2 separate regions of the Anas platyrhynchos genome follow, and region 1 is linked to region 2. The links are chromatin contacts, called in public Hi-C maps. All regions are on one chromosome and are shown on one strand. Each heading gives the region's core, a stretch centred on a gene start, on an enhancer-like site or on the middle of the called end of the contact. The rest is flanking DNA. Distances are from core to core; before and after follow the strand shown.

Region 1 (3,593 bases), core at 737-3,236, 70 kb before region 2:
GTTTCCTCTTGAAAAATACAGGGCTTTGCTTGATTTTGAACCCTTTCTTTTTTTTTTTTTTTTTTTTTTTTTAAACAATCAAGTTGAATTTGCAAATCAGATTCATTGAGAAATAGTGAGGTAAAGCCTTTGGTTTTTACAGTGAAAGGGTTAAATAATCTATCAAAGCTTTGATTTATAGTCATATTAAATAAAAATACATGATGTTTCAGAAAATAATTTGGTTACCCCCTCAAAGGACCAAACAAATTTTAGGGGCGTTGTTTAAGCAAAAGAAGAAGAGAATAAAGAATGATATGATGGTGGTTGTTGTGTGAAATATTTATATTCCCATTGGTGTTTCTAGTGATTGATAATTGCTAACAGTCTTGTTCACAGTGCCTTGGGAAAAGACATTTCAAGAGGAAACTTGATAGTTTAAACTATTTTCCCCCCTTCACTGTCATCTAGCTTATATATCAAGCTCATTACAGTCTACTGCAAATTGTACTTGGTAATTTGGATGTTCATTATAAACCAAAGTTACATCTTCTGTTTATTTTGATATAAACTCAGCAGTGTTCTGTAACTTGCCTTGATTATACAGCATCATGGAAGGCACAATATTAATACAGGAAGCGTTATTGTGAAGGCGGAATTGTGCAATGTACTGTATACAAGAGACTGTAAAGCTGGCTAATAAAAGCTGCAGTTCTGTTTTTTTTTTTTTATTATTTTTATCATTATTTTATTCTACCATGATTTACACTCTACATCACCTTGTATTTGACAGTTCAAATGGAGCAGAATATTTTTCAGCTTTTGTGCCAAGGAGTTTTTAAAGAGTTTTTAACAGAAATTCATAAAATGCACAAAGGCTTAAAGTCAAATGTATAATATACGCTGATAGAAAGTGTTTGCACTGGTAACTTCTGAAGTGTTTCAGTTTTTTGAGGGTGGGGATTGTGGAGAGATGGGAAGCAAAAGTGTGCTGAGAAGTAGCAGAATTATAAACCCAGCATTATGATTTTGCAAACATGCAGTGGACGCTGGAAAGTTCTTCTCAAGAAAAAACAACAACAAACACCAAAAACCTTATTTCTTTCAAGTTTCATGGTATTTGGCATGTATGCCTCAATTAAAAAAAAAAAAATGAAGTAGTACACCAGTCAGTAGAAGTGTTAAAGTTTCATAATTTTACTCACAGATATCTTTTTGGGATAAAACTTATGGCTTTAGCCAGGTGTGCATGTTCCTGTCATTTGCATTTTTGAATCATCTTGTATAATTGTCACCATAAAAGTGTTACTCAGAAATGTCATAGTTTTTTCATCTTTGTGTAAAACATGAAATAGTGTCACTGAGTTTTTGTGCTGAGGTTACCCCATGTTGCTGTCTACTTTGGCTACTGTCTCAATGCAGTGCCAGAGCTAAAAGGAACAAAGGGACCACTCTGGCTTCTTGTAGGTTAGTAAAGCTCCTGCTGGTCTTAGTGCTAGAGGACGAGGCCCAGGGTCGGTCAGTATCATTTGCAGTGGCACAGGTTTTCTTAGGCCAGTCAGAATGGAGATCCCTGCCCTGTGCCAAAGGTATTCATAAGGTATTCATGATCTGTCTCCCACGTTGAAGAGCATTTTTGGTCAAACTCCTGCTCCCTGTAACACTGATCCCCAGCACAGCGTGGTTAGATTTGCTGTTGGCTGAGTTCCTGGTGCCACCTGCACTTGCTGACTCTGCTTGAGGGTGAGAGAAGGGGGCTGACGATCCCTGCTGAGTGCTGCACCTCTCACGCAGGGATCTCAAAATGCTTCCAAATAGGACAAGGATTTTGCTTTGCAATTTGAAGGAAAAAAAAAGATAAAATAAAAAGGATAAGAGGCCAGCAAAAGCCAAGGCTCTTTTCCAGAAGAGGATTTGGTGGCTTTTTAGAGAGGTCAGTGCCTGTTGTTCCCTTTGTGATCAGCTGAGATCTGAGCACTCTGCCTTTGGAGAGACAAGCTTAGCAGCCACGTGACCAGATTCCAGCATTGCTATTAAAAGCTCAAAAACCCCTAGTCAGCTCTTCCCCTGAGTCTGAATATGAAAAATAAATAAAGGGAAAAGGAAAAAAAAAAAAAAGTCAGATTATTGTGCTTGCTATCTGGCTTTCTGAACTTCCACTTTTTGTAATTTTTACCACAAAAATCTAGAGACCTAATTTTTTTTCATAGAAGTGAAGACTTTTAATCTGATAACATAACCCTCAAAGTTGCACGTAAAACAGCAATACTTGCAAGGACTAACCATTCCAAAAGGTACAAAGCACATCCAGAATAAAACTGGAAATAAAATTGTCTCTGGTCTCTGCATGCACTCACCGTTAAATGCTTTTTAAAATTTTTTATTTTTTATTTACCAGCATTTTCCAAACAGTCACAGCCCTGCCTGCCCCCCTCTTCGTGGGAAGGACCAAGGACATTTTGTTGGGACAGAAATCCCTGATAAAGTCTACGTCTGGACAGCTGGGTACACCTCCCCAAAGGCAATGCGCAGTATGTACAGATCTAGCGGAGACATACAGCTACAAGGAGCAATCTCAGCACGCAAAGAAAATCTGGACTGGAGGGTAAGGAGATTATAAAGATTAAATAAGATGAAAAGAGATGTTTAGAATTATTATTAGCTTCAAAATCTGCACAACCAGAGCAGCAAAGCACTGTCCATATGCTGTTTTACATCTGCATAGTCTTGATGGCTTTGTTCCTGTCTACACCTTGAATGTAATGTTCTGGTACAATCTGAACACAAAGCAACACTAGCAATAATAAAGTCTGTCTCTAATGAGACAGCACTGGACGTATTGAATCTGGCTGGGTAGAAGCAGCTGGAAATAGCATCTTAAATGCAGTAATGTGACAGGAGAGATGACACAGACAGTACTGCTGGGTAGAGACAAATGAGAACACAGAATTTTCTTAAGGAAAGCCTGAAAAAATGTTATAATTAAGAATGAGTTAAATTGAGCCTAATGCTGAGATTACATCAGGTCGTTGTGGCTTTTCACAGAGTTCAAATAAACCCCCTTTGCATCTGTGCTATGAATTTCCTAATCTACACCTGCTCTAATGTGGCAGAAAAAAGGTTGCTCACAGCAGCAAAGGATGTGAGATGAGGGGGGAATGGAGAATCTCCTAGGGGCTTGCTTTAGGGGATGAGAATAGGTTGAAAGCTTTTTTGAAGGAAATACATAAAAATCAAGAAATGGATTTTGCTCTCTCTTTCCTAAAAAATCCCCATCTGAGCAATGGGGCTATTCTCTAGAGGAAGATTTGCCTCTGAAAGGGACGGATGCTGGACCCAATGCCATCTTGGAGAATTATACACGTTGGTGTGTTTTTGCAGGGGAGTATGTAAAAAAAATCACTGAAATAATTCATTGCTATTTTTCAGCTTATGTTGTTCAACTCTTTTGAAATAAATAAGCTGTTAGTGATATTGTGACATCCCTTGCACTCTGCCAAGCCTGAAGTTGCACTCTGTCAGGGACTGAGCACATGCTCCCAGCCCTGACTTCCATCTCGAGCTTCCGTACCACAGAGTACGCTGCCTTGCTGAGTATATTCGCCTCCCTAAGG
Region 2 (3,334 bases), core at 420-2,919:
TAAAATAAAAAGCATTTATGGGTTGAGCCTGCTTTAAAGCCATCTGTCAAAGACCTGTTACATTGTGCTTGGAATAACTAGGTGACAATACTGGATTATTTCAGGAATATTTCACAATGTATGTTGATTTCCAGCATAGCCTACTTGTATGGATAGCAATTCCCACCTGCACCAGCTCTTTTAAATCATTTGTTCACTGTCCGGTACAGATTAGCAGGAGTACTATTAAATGTCTTATTTTATAGCAAAAACTAAATCATCCCCAGATAAGTTTGCTCTTTCATATACATTGTTTCTGGAATAAAGTAACAGGAGAAAAAGAAAGGAAAAAAATGAAGCCAAATTCTTCCGTGTGTCCTGGTACTGAATTAGCTTTTTACCCTGTGTGTCCTTGGTATGTGACTCTGGGCAGGGTAACTGTGTAGAGATGTTCATACATCACTCTTGTTCTGACCCTGGTAGTTGTAGAGTACTTGCTTAGCAGTACTGCTTAGCAGTTCTTGCAACTGGGGATGGATCTTGAATTGTTGCTCCCACCAGCCTTTTTTCTGGTCATTGCAAAGCTGCATGGTCTTTGGTAACAGAATATTTTTCTCCATTCTTGTGACACTCTTGATAATTGGTTCAGTCAGCACTTAGGGAAGAAGAAATTGCTTGAAGCAAGTTGTGGGAACAAAAAATGTGTTTCTAAATTCATGCCTGTGTAATTCCCAAAGAGAAATAATGTTGTTAGATATGGATTTAGCATTATTCAAAGAATAAAGATAGGGGATGGAATGCTTAGCATAGAGGAATGGTTATTGGTAAATAAATGTTTTGCAGCAGCGGAAAGGAAAGGAAAGGAAAGGAAAGGAAAGGAAAGGAAAGGAAAGGAAAGGAAAGGAAAGGAAAGGAAAGGAAAGGAAAGGAAAGGAAAGGAAAGGAAAGGAAAGGAAAGGAAAGGAAAGGAAAAAGAAGAGAAGAGAGGAGAAGAGAGGAGAAGAGAGGAGAAGAGAGGAGAAGAGAGGAGAAGAGAGGAGAAGAGAAGAGAAGAGAAGAGAAAACAACAACAAAAAACAGTCGTAAATTTTTCTGAGCAATGGAAGGATTTCAGTGTAGTTGCATATAAGTACAAGAAGGAGACTGAGTTAAGGGGAAAAGATTAAAATGGCTATATTTGTATCTCTCTTGGCCATGCCACTGCTAAGGAGCAATGTGGCAACCCCACCGAAGAACCTGAAAAGCACAAAGAACAGTTTCATGCTGTTGTAAAGGTCTGTGACCAGCATGATGGCAGAAATGGCACACAGATGGCTGGCATGCAGGAACGATTGCAGGGATCATTGCAGGATGGCAGCACAACGTCTACTTCCAGATTGCTGAGGAGCACTGAAGCCCCCCAGGCTACCTAAGAAGATGGATACAGCTCTTTTTGGCTATATACCGAGACCACTTTTGAAATTGCTTGGTGTGTGTATGGGAAACATGCCACTCTCCGATAATTAAAAACAAAACTACGGAGAGAAATGAGACTGCAGCGGAGGACGGTGAGCAATCTACTCTAAGAGCCCGCGTAGCTGATAAACTGCAGCAAATTTAAAGCAAAAACGTAGCTTTTCCTCCGAGGCATACCAAAGCCTCCCCCCCCGCCCGGCCAGGCCTCCTGGCGCGCAGGCCTTCACCCGGCCCCGGCCCCCCCTTCGCCGGCGCCGCCCGCCTGACGCCTCCCCCGGGCCGCGGGGCAATGGCGGCGCGGCGGCGCTGAGGGTGGCGGCATGGCGGGGCCCGGGGCGGTTTCTTCGCGGCTGGCGCTAGCCCTCGCCGCCTTGGCCGCACTGGCCGCCGTCAAGTACTACCGGGACGCCGAAGCCGCCCGGCAGCAGGTACCGAGAAGATGAGGGCTCGGGGGGGGCGCCTGTAGCCGTGCAGCCCCTGACGGAGGAGGGTGCGTGCGGAAATGGCGGGAGGAGCCGGCGGTGACGGTCGCCGCAGGGCTGTCGGGACCGCAGGGGCGAGGGGACGGCGGGCCTTGAGGTGGCGGCTGGGGTGGAGGTGGTCGTCTCTGGCCTGAGGTGAGCGCGGAGCTTTGGTAGCCAACAGCCGTCAGTGGCTGCGGGGCATGAGGTGGCTGTGAGTGAGGTGACCGTAGAGCTGTGGTGCTCACCGTACGCGGCCGTCTGTGGGCTGGAGGTTCTGTAGAGCAGGCTGAGGTGTTTTAGAGCAGTGGCGGGCACCGGCCTCAAGTCATCGCTGGGATTGTGTCAGCCACTGCCAGGCTGCAATGGATGCAGAGTTGTGATCGCCACCAGGCACTGATGGTGACCGCAGATCTGTGGTGACCACCGGGCTGGAGATGGCCGCTGTTGGGCTTGAGGTGGCTGCCAAAGGCTGAGGTAACCGCCAGACACCAGAGACCATCACACAGCCCGGTGCGGGACACAGGCACCTCCCAGTGAACTCCGTGATGGCAGAGCTTTACTGCCAGCCTCACGGGTTTGAGCTGTGCCTAGCCACGGTGCTTAGGGTTTGCGCTGAGGACTGTTTCTAACTCAGTCATTGTGTCTGGCTGGGCCTCTGCCTCCTCCCCTGTCTGCTTTGAGTCCAGTGGCCCCAGCCAGAAGAGGGAGGGACAAGCGAGAGCCTCAGACCCCCAGCCCTCTTCTTGACATAATGCTTTACACCTCGTCACATGGCCTCTAAAGATGTCTTTTCTTGCTACTTTATTTCCTTTAAAAAAGGCCCCAAATGCTCAGATTTTTTTTTTATACTAAAAATGCAGCTTTTGTGTGCCTTGAATGACTGTCAGTGGAAGTAGCAAAAGAATAGAGAATGGGAGCTGAAAAATGCAATTTTATATTTTTAAATTTGGCTTCTTGATATTGTTTCTGATTGTAATTTTTATAATTCAGTTGACTTGCATTAAAATGCAGGCGTTGGTATTTCTATAAATAAAAAGACAAGTGTTTTTAAAGTGACAGGGCACTGCTGGAGATAGGAACAAAATGTGAACAGTCCAAGGTGTTTATTATTTTCCATTTAGATGAGCAACCCACGAGCAGGTGGGAGAAGAATACTCTTTGTGAACACCATAGCTCTCTTCCTCTACAAAATGACCAAGAAAGCTGTACTTTGTGAGTATGAAAATGAATTTGCGAAGGGAGTGATCCTGCAGAGCTGATACAGTGTGACAGTACTTTCTGGGGCACAGCTTTCTCTGCTTTAGCTGGCTCCTTAAAGGGATGCGTTGTTTGGTGGAGACAGGAGGCCTGTAGGGCTGCTGTATTCAGCTAGCTGCTGGTGTTCATGAGATACGCTCATGCATGCACAGCCATAAGTCGCCTGACCAGAAAGCTAC

The links. A called contact is a pair of places that touch in the nucleus more often than the background predicts.
Region 1: a contact with region 2 is called in a Hi-C map of skeletal muscle, with 1.7 times the contacts expected there. The contact joins the enhancer-like site here to the promoter of SELENON in region 2. A contact is called at or near these places in 2 of 8 Hi-C or Micro-C datasets (skeletal muscle and subcutaneous adipose tissue).

The regions. Positions count from the first base shown.
Region 1 is chr24:199,859-203,451 of IASCAAS_PekinDuck_T2T, reverse strand. It overlaps MACO1 (macoilin 1), which reads left to right. Exons shown (of 11, transcript XM_038167153.2): 11 at 1-700. Among named protein-coding and RNA genes, the nearest start is that of MACO1, 28 kb to the left of the region's middle. Within about 2 kb of position 1,986, at least 1 of the 8 cell types and tissues checked has an H3K27ac peak or open chromatin away from gene starts, as enhancers often do.
Region 2 is chr24:129,998-133,331 of IASCAAS_PekinDuck_T2T, reverse strand. It overlaps SELENON (selenoprotein N), which reads left to right and starts at 1,669. Exons shown (of 11, transcript XM_038167158.2): 1 at 1,669-1,862. The coding sequence starts at 1,755. LOC119713574 (low density lipoprotein receptor adapter protein 1) reads left to right here. Exons shown (of 19, transcript XM_072027445.1): 19 at 1-14.